Regions from separate parts of the Hordeum vulgare genome. Here region 2 is linked to region 1. A link is a contact called in public Hi-C data. All regions are on one chromosome and are shown on one strand. Each heading gives the region's core, a stretch centred on a gene start, on an enhancer-like site or on the middle of the called end of the contact. The rest is flanking DNA. Distances are from core to core; before and after follow the strand shown.

Region 1 (4,774 bases), core at 253-2,752:
TTCTTTCACTGTTTTATGCTTGATGCTTGCATCTAAATGTGAAACCCTATCAATTTTACCGAGTGCCTCTGATTCAACCACTCTGACGGTTTGGTTCCTCCTCAGAATCAAGACTGCATCCTTTTGCATAAGATCACTAGTGCCGCGCACTGTTCTTGCCCGACTAATGCCAAATCTTTGGCCTGCAACACCATCAATCCGAGCCATCAGCTCCAAGAGATTCCTCCTCTCCCCATCCCCTGCCTCAGAGAACACCTTTCCGTTCTTCAATGGCCGTGGTGGTTTCTTGGCACCCACCAGTGGCACTAGCTCCTCCAAGGTTGCATCTGCCTCCTTTTCATCGTCATCAAATGCCAATGCTGAAGTCGATTCCTTCTCTGATGCAGCAGCTCGCTTGGAGATGGTCTTCTGGACATCAACGATCGCACAAGGGTTTCCTACCACCGCCATCCCGTTCCACACCTTGGCGGACACCGCCTTGCTGAGGACGACGAGCCTGTCAACAATGTCAGCCATTGAAGGCCGTCGCTCCCGGCAGGACCGTACACAACTTAAAGCCAGCGAAGCCAGGTCTCTTCGAGTGACTGGGTCGCGGGGCGGCGCTACCCGTGGGTCAAACAACGCGACGACCTTCCCCTTGCGTAGCAGGGGCACCGCCCACTCGATGACGGAGGGCGGCGAGTACTGAACGTCGATGGCCTTGCGTCCGCTCATGATCTCCAACAACAGGATCCCGAAGCTGAAGACGTCGGTCTTGGTGCTGAGGCTCTCCGGTGTGACGTAGGCCGGGTCGAGGTAGCCGAGCGTGCCCGCGGGCGCCGGCGTGGCGGCATTGGCGGCGCCTCCGTCCGTCTTGGGGATGCGGAGGGCGAGGCCGAAGTCGCCGAGGTGCGCGTCGAGGTGGGCGTCGAGCAGGACGTTGGCGGACTTGACGTCGCGGTGGATGACGGCGGGCTCGGCGTCGTGGAGCGCGCGCAGCGCCCTGGCGGTCTGCAGCGCGAGGCGGACGCGGCGGGGCCAGCCGGGCGGGCGCGGGTTGGAGTGGAGCAGGTCGTAGAGCGTGCCGTTGGGCATGTACTCGACGACGAGCAGGCGCGGGCGGCGGAGCGGGTCGGGGCCGGGGCCGGGGTCGGAGTAGCCGAGGAGGTTGACGAGGCGCGGGCCGCGCACGGAGGAGAGGATGCGGATCTCGTTGTCCACCTCGGCGCGGCGCGGGGAGGGGCGCTTGACGGCGACGGCGCGGCCCGAGGGGAGCACGGCCTTGTAGACGGCCCCGTGGCTGCCCCGGCCGAGCAGCGCGGCGTCGGCGAAGTGCGAGGTGGCGGCTTCCAGGTCGTCGTAGGCGAAGCGCTCGATCACCGGCGCGGCGGCGGGCGGCAGCGAGGCGGCGGGGCCCCTGGCGCGGCGCGAGATGGGGAGCGGCGAGATGGCCGTGATGGAGCGGCACGTCGCCGCCGACGAGTCCGCCCGGCAGGAGAGGTACCCCATCCGGGATGGGCCGGGCGGAGGCGGCCGTCGGGGCGGGGCGGGGCGGAAAGGGGATCCGAGGCGGGGGGAGGAGGAGACAAGTGTGGTGTTGGAACGGTAGCGCGGAGGGGCTGCGTGGTTTTTGGAGAAGGGCGCTTGGTCTCCGCGCGGCTGCGGGGCCTGGGTCGGGGACTCGGACTGGACGGACCGGCGGTGGTAAAAACTTTTGAACAGGACGGGGATGGATTTGCTTAATGATGATGAGAGGGATAAATAATTATCGGAAATGATGAATCCCAGAATCCCGATTTTTCCTATTATTACTTCATCTGTATCTAAATAATTATAATTATAAAAAATTAAAAGAGCTGCTACCCGTACACCGGCGGGCCACCTCAACGACCACTGGATGTATCGGTGCAGCCGTCCGATCTATGTTCTGCACCCAATAGTTCGTGAAACACAGGTCGAGTTGCACAAACAATAGCCGCGTTTGGGAAAACAATAGATGCGGGGACAGATCTCGCGGTGCCTCGTCCTCCTCGCGTTGGCGGGGCTGCTGCTGCTGGCGCTCCTCCGGCCGCTGTCGTCGACGTCCAGACGGTCCTTGCCGACGCTGCTCGCCGTGCCCAACGCCGACCTTTCATAGTCGCCCTCGGCGTTCGTGGCCGCCACGGGTCCGACCTCGCCGACGTGCTCCGCTACCACTTCCTCCTCGAGTACCTCTCCCCCGCCGACCTTCGTCGCCTCCCGGCCTCTGGGAAGCTGGTCACCACGTTGTTCCAGATTCTGAAACAACTGTCCAGTTTCTGAAACAACGATCCAGTTTCGGGAAACAGTTCGCGATTAGACGCTGTTCCAGTTTCTGAAACAACTATCCAGTTTCTGAAACAACGGTCCAGTTTCAGAAAACGGTTATTAGGTCGAGGCGAGATCCAGCGGACGAGCGGTCGACGGATGGATCGCGCGGATCAACCGGTGAAAGGTAAGACTTTCCCAAAAATTAAACAGTTCTTGACAACTATAATTGTTTAGGTATAAAAACAACATTACTATTTTTGAAAAGGAGACTGACCCCTCTGCATGAGATGCATGACTATGTATATTGTCATGTTATTAATTATTCATCAAGATTTTGTAAAATATATATTAATAAATCTGAAGCCACCTTCTTAGACAATAACGGTCCATCTATCAAATTACGAAAGGCGTGCACACAATTAGGTCCGCCTACACAAACCTCACATCAAAACTGAAAGGTCCAACCAAGCCGTCCAATGACGGGTCGAAGACACAAACTGGTCTAATGTATAAGAAATGATGATAAGAGGGATGGTAACAAACTAAGGGGTCCAACCAAACCGTCCAATGACAGTGGTAACTTTTGAACCGCACGGTGATGGATTTGCTTAATGATGATGAGAGGGATAAATAATTATAGGAAATGATGAATCCCAAAGTCTGGATTTTGCATATTACTAAATAATTATAGTTATGAAGAACTAAAATAACATAAGGGGTATTACTATTTTTAAAAAAGAGACGGACCCTTCTACATGAGACGTATGACGATGCATACTGTCATGTTATCAATTATTCATCAAGATTTTACAATATATATATTAATAAATCTAAAGCCACTTTCTTGACAATAACAATCCATCTATCATATTATAAAAGGCGTGCACATAATCAGGCCCGCCTACACAAACCTCACATCCAAACCAAACATCAAAACCGAAGGATCCAACCAAGTCGTTCAATGGCGAGTCGAGGACGCAAACCGGTCTAATGTATTCTCAACGATCATCTGATGTGCACGCTTTAGAAGCCATCATCATCATCTTTTGCCGATCCTTCTTCAGAATTGATATCAATGTATAGGTCTATCAAATTATGGAAGGCATGCACATAATCATGCCCGCCTGCACTAATCTCACATCCAAGCCAAACATCAAAATCGAAGGCCCAAACCACGTCGTCCAATGACGGGTCAAGGACACAAACCGATCCAATGTATTCTCAACGGACATCGCATGCGCACGCTTCAGAGGCCATCATCATCTTCCACCGACCCCTCTTCAGAATTGGTATCGATGTATTGGTCTTGTTAGGCCTGTCATCGATGTCACCAGGATGTCGGGCAACACCACCTTCCTACGCGCGTTAATGATCCCGCATCCATCGCCGAGACCTTGTTGCGCCACGTCGCCGAGACTCCACACTATCAATGCGGCATAAGAAACGTCGCTCCATCGTCGAAAATGTTCACTCATCCCTCAAGCCGATGAACACCTTCAAGAATGATGCCCACACAGGAGGTCTGACACATGGACGCCGCCATCACCTTGTTGATGCCTTCAAGAAGGAAATGACATTAAGGGCGTCACCATCATCGGATCCGGCCACCGATCGAAGACAAGGTATTCACTCGATCTGTCACTAGATTCCAACCGACATCCTGTGCACCGACCCGACCACTTTCAAACACAACAACACTACCACCGCGGGGTCCCTGATGCTCCAACCACCGTCTGCGAATGTCAACACTGGACATGTTGTGACCCCACCTCGGCAAACCGCGAGAACCGCCGAAAAGGATCCTGGTCCCACTCACCACCGTCGTTAATTCGAACTAACCAAAACCAAAGATATCAGGTGGCCAGTACAATTCCTCCTTGGATATGGGAACCACCACACCATGTTGCCAAGGGTCGCCTGAGCTCTACCGTTGCCGTCGGCCGGGGCCGCCACTCGTGGATCCTGGACAAACGTCGCTACCACCACTTGCCATGCCCTCGAATCCGAGAGAGGAAGGAGATGTCTCTTCCCTCCGTCGCCGACGACGGAGGGGGAGGTGGGTCGTTGGCTATGGAGGTTCTGATTTTGCGAATGACCCTCGAAAAACGAACGGAGAACAATTTGTCATATTTAGCAATTAAACTTGTCATGCTCGCATCAACTAAAACTGCTATAAATTTTTTGATTTGTCATGGGACTCGTAGAGGTCGTAATTATTCGTGAAATAATGGTGTGGAGGCCTGGAGGGCAATCTGATTATAGAGATACCGATACGGCCATCCCCCATGTGGAGACGATGATCAGGGTAACCGTGGGTCGTCGGCGTCGAGTCAAAGACGAACGTGGTGCTCGCCCTCGCCGGAGGAAAAGGGGGAGCTGGGCGCCTGGGCCTCTGTCTCTGTCTGCGTGCCCGGGTCCCGGTTCGTACTTGGGACAGGTAGATACATACCAGAGGCACCGGTACGCATGCCATCTTTGCTTTGCTCTTTCGACCTTTCCCCTCGTC
Region 2 (5,142 bases), core at 946-3,445, 190 kb after region 1:
AAAATGCAAAAAAGGCTAATTAGTCAGATTGCTAAAATTCAACTTTAACCATACGCCATAGCTAACTGATGGTATTGTATCTTTACCAAAAAAAGGGTAGTGAGGACAAGCAAAGAAATTAGTCTATTTGTTTTCTAGATCTTCCATATTCCATGAAAGCCAGCAACTCTATGCATTTATGTTGATGGGAAACATTACAAGATCAAGGGGTGTTCAAAAACAGTTGCATCCAAACCATGGAAACCGTGTTTTTTTCTCTCTCTTGTATTAGCTCTAGCTGTCCTATGGGTTTCAGACAAGCAAAGGAAATGAATTAATAATGGCTTGCCAGTTTTGGGCAGGTTGAGATGAAAAAGTGTTTTGAATCGGCTTAATTAGATTGATTATCTATTAGCTATTTGATTTTCCCCGAAAAGTTAGTCTACAAGTAAATTATCGCAATTAGTCACCATTTGTGCTGGGCCAGGTCCAACACTGCGTAATTGCTCAGAATTTGATCAAATATTTTCCCCGAATCAGTGGCCCGGATTTTTCTCGGCTGTTGCACACCACATACAAAACGAACAATTGCCGCACAGACCACGAATCAAGGTTTCTACATACATGAAATGCTCACTTTAAGATCGGGATAGATTTTGGTAAGACATCGACAGCTGATCCTACTTCAGCAGTTGCAATGTGGCTAATATCACAAGAGCTCTTTTAAGATGGTACCTCTTACCCCGTAGGAGTAAGAGAACTATTTGATCTGAACCGTCCATTCATCAATGGTACATTTGACCACACAAAATATTCTAGTCATGGCAACTACTTGTCAAAAAAGGAATGTTTAAAGGATTCCCCCCTCTCCTTTTAATATAATAAAAATTCACATTTGACTCCCTTATGTACTGTGTCTACCATATGAAGACAAAATTTGTTGTCTTGTAATATATCATGTGTATCCATGTGATCCCCCAAAAATACACACGTTAGAAATCCCATTATTATAATTTGTCTAGATAGCAATGCAATAATCTTCAATATGTACCCTGCAAAAAAGAACTTCAGTACGTGTATACACATCAGTCTAAGTGAGTCAGTAAAATAAAATGTACACATGCTATGCTGCGAACGTTTATGATTTTTTGCTGTGTGCGAGAAATATACTAAATGTTCTCCATTGTACATTTTCTGCTCTAACGTAAAAAGTGCAAGAACACTAGTACATAAGGTTGCTTTGCTAAAACACGAACGATATTTTTTTGACGTGCTTTTCTCAAGTAGTATTCATTTTTGGTGTTTTCTGAAAACAAATTCTATGGAATTTCTATTGGTTAGCTCCGGCAAGATGAAACATGCACTGGAAACAAAAACTGACATTAATTAGTTCTATTTTTTTTCCTTATATACCTAGGTTTAGAAGGAAGGCCATACATTATAATAATTTCTTTCCTTGATTATACAGAAAAAATGTCCATACTAACCCCCCCCCCCCCCCCCCCCCACACACACACACCACCATCAGTAACGTTCTATTTACCTCCTAAGAGGTAAGAGTTAATGCAATTGGTAATCATTTGTGCTGGGCCAGGTCCAATGCTCTGCGTAATTGCACAGAATATGATCAAATATTTTCCCCGAATCAGCGGCCCAGGTGTTTCTGTGCTATTGCACAGCACATACAAAAGCGAATGATCGTCACACAGACCACAAACAAAGGTTTCTACATGGCTATCATCACTGAAGATCAGGGCAAGTTTAAGTAAGGCGTTGACAGATATTCCTACTGTGGCCATTCCTATATGTCTATAATCACAAATCCTATTATGAATATATGCAGCACAGAAACAAGTTTGTGGTACAAAAACAAACTCAAGCATGTAAGACATTATCCACCTATTTCCCCTTCCTATGGAGCTAGCACCTGAACGCGTGGCTCTACATAGAGACCCAGCACAGAAATCCCACCCGTAAGGGAGATGGGGACGAGGAAGGAATCGACTTCTCACCAGACTGCTCGAGGAATCTGCCGCTGCGGCCGTGTCGCCCGGCCCTGCTCCGGGGCTGAGGCGCCGACACCCGAGCGAGCAGCCGCCTCTGCCCGTGCCGTTAGACGGGGAGGAGGAAGGAGGGCGAGGCAGAGAGAGGGGGAGAGAGAGAGTGGCGAAGGAAACAAAGAGCGGGATTGGATAGCAATGGCAAGCAGCGGGAGAGAGGCAAAGGGGATTGATTGGAGGGGTGGGATATTCGGGCGGAGGGATTCGGATCGGCTGCGAGCAGCGCGCTCCGGCAGATCCTGGCCGCTCACGGCAGCACGAGCGGCCACGATGGCCAGAGACGACAGGAGACGAGCCAGTATCGCTTCGCCCACTCACCCCTGCCGTCGCCAGGCTGGGCATTCTGTTTCGCCGGGCCAATCGGTTCGTGCTTCGTTCTTTTTCCTTTTTCGGTTTTTATTAGAAGGAAAATACTAACCGATCGGGCAATAGAAAATCTACTGACCGGCAATTCGGTGCCTAAAAAGTTCGGTTCGCTGTTCGGTTTTAAGTGTGGACGCGGATAACCATCACATATATATGGTGGGAGTAAAAGCAACTTCAACCGATCGATCTAAATTGACGGCGGTTTTATCCGCTTTTTGTCCGTTTCGGTTAGCCGTCCGCTCCGCGTCCGTCCGTTTTTTTTTTGTCGGCCGCGCGTCCAATACGGACAACCCATTTTATGTAGCATCAAAAGGGAATGAGAGGGCATGCATACCATGTCTTGCATGCCGAGGCCACTCACGAAGGGTGCCTTGATGCTTTCATAGGTGGCACAATTGCACTCTTATTGAATCACCCTCCAACGCTTTGAAAGTGACAGCCATCGACGCTTGCTTTGCATTTGGTAGGGGGGAATCTTCTTGCGTTCATAAAACTCACGATGCGCAAGAGTCCATAAGGCTGACCACTTTTGTTAGGCGCCGATCTTCGAGTCTTGCCCAATGTCCCTCGAACACTCACAGAGGAGCTTGTTCTCGGTTGGCGTGTATGCCTTCGTCCGCTTGCTCTTGCGCTTCGGCTTCACCTCGGCAATAGTTTGGTTGGCGAGCTCCTCCTTGAACAAAGACTCCCTGTCGATGTCCATGTCATCGTCCTCCTCCTTAAGGTCGTAGTCCTCCGGGAACTCATGGTCGAGCGGGAAGCCATCTAGGCCGACCTCATCCTGCATGAAGGCGTCATGTGGATCACTGATGGCTTGTGTGAATGGCGCTCGGTCGTCCTGGCTTTGGGTCTCATCGGGATCGTATGCACCAGCCGTCGGTGCACCTTAGAAGATCATGTTCTCGAGGAAACGGTTGGTCGTGTCATCTTCGACGGCCGTCGGCATTTCATCGAACAGATTACGGGCTCCAGTAAGCATGTCGGCTGGCATCTCGCGCCAGCATTTCCTCATGCCTCCTGACGATGATCCGCCTGCCACCGGCGCGGCATTGAGGTCGATGGTCACCGGCGCGGGCGTGGAAGGGGCCAAGATGCTCACATCCGGCGAGCATTCCCCGGAGAAGCAGCTGCCTTGCGGATACACGTGGAAGCCGGGAATCGGCTGCATGCAAGATGCGCGCGGTGACTCTGGAAGCATCATTTGAGGATATGCTGACGAGCCCGTGCTGGCCGCGGCCGCAGCAATGGCGGCGTTGACAAGCCCGTGATGGCTAGGGTTTACCCCTAGGTACAACAAGGCCTCCATTGTTGCCACCTTCACTCAGGCATTGGTTTCTTCCTGCTACGCGGTGGCGGCGAAGGCGACGTCCGTAGCTGCCTCTCCCTTGCATCCTGCGCGTGCCTCTGCCCCTTCCTCTTGGCTGACTTCATGGCCCACTCCTCGTGCGTCAACTCCTTCTTCTTCTTCTTGACCGGCGTGGCGGCCTCGCAAGGGGCACGGGCCTTGCCTCTCGCTTCGGCGGCGGCGACGGACGAGGCCATTGAGGAGATGGCGGCGGCGTCCTCGAAGTCGTCATCCATGGCGGTGGGAGCGGGTGCGGGAGCGAGCGGGAGAGTCTAGGAAAATGGAGGGGAAAAGGTGGCTACTTTGTGGTCGACTTGCGAACCAGGGAGGGAAGTAGGCGCGCGTCGTGCACGTCTGCTTCGTGTCCGCATCGATGCAAATCAGGCTCAAAATTGGACCGAGAATGGGTAGGCACGCGGACAAAAAGTGGACACACGTCCGTTTGGGTCGGCGCGTTGGGCCATCTTTTGTCCGCACGAACCCAAACGGACGACGGCGGACGAAATGGGTCGCCCCGTTGGAGTTTCTCTAACACCTCACACATGGTCCGTGATTATATATTCATAGTTTAAAAACCGGACTGGACCAGCGGTTAGACTGTAAAAAACCGAAACCGGCAATCCCATCGGTTTTTAAAGTGTAGCGGGCCGTATGAGAAATTGAACCGTAAAAAATCAATTGAACCGGCCGATTTTTTGAAAAATCAATGAACCGAATTGTTTACAAAAAATGGTCGGTTCGATGTCGTTTCCACAAAAAAACCTCAATGAAATTGTTTTCGTGCGAACAAGCTCGAGGTAGAATCAGAAAAGGAACAAAACATCTCTTTTAGTAGGATTTCAACCATTTTAGGAGCATTTCTCTTGATTTTATCCACAGACAAACCCTATTGGGCGTCGATGCCCCCTCCGACGCACCCTTGCTTTGCGCCATGGTGTGGTGATACCGCTTATCCATCACCACACCGTGCAACAACACTAGTGTAAGGGCATATTTCTACCCTAGTGGTTTTAGTGATTGATGACTGAGGGATCAATAGAAGATGTGTCTAGAGGGGGTGAATAGACTACTTATCAAGATTAAAAATCTGGCCTAACCTAATTTCTTGGAGAGCAGAAATCTAGCAGTTGTAACAAGTCTAAGTCACCCTACACATGCAGTTCTAGGAGTATAGCAGCGGAAAGTAAAACATGCAAGTGTAAAGTAGAGGAGTAAGGTAGGGAGATCAAACACATGAGGATGACAGGGTGATTTTTGGCATGGTTCCGGTCGGTGGCGCTATCGTACGTCCTTGTTAGTGGGACTTCAACCCACGGAGGCTAACGGCTGTGAGAGTCCATGGAGGGCTCCACCCACAAGGGGTCCACAAAGAAGCGGCTTGTCTATTCCACC

What was found. A called contact is a pair of places that touch in the nucleus more often than the background predicts.
Region 2: a contact with region 1 is called in a Hi-C map of seedling, with 5 times the contacts expected there. The contact joins the promoter of LOC123439848 here to the promoter of LOC123439837 in region 1. A contact is called at or near these places in 3 of 6 Hi-C or Micro-C datasets (leaf and seedling).

What each region holds. Positions count from the first base shown.
Region 1 is chr1H:391,052,156-391,056,929 of MorexV3_pseudomolecules_assembly, forward strand. LOC123439837 (serine/threonine-protein kinase-like protein At3g51990) reads right to left here and starts at 1,503. Exons shown (of 1, transcript XM_045116490.1): 1 at 1-1,503. The coding sequence starts at 1,488.
Region 2 is chr1H:391,236,648-391,241,789 of MorexV3_pseudomolecules_assembly, forward strand. LOC123439848 (UDP-sulfoquinovose synthase, chloroplastic) reads right to left here and starts at 2,196. Exons shown (of 3, transcript XM_045116499.1): 1 at 1,992-2,196.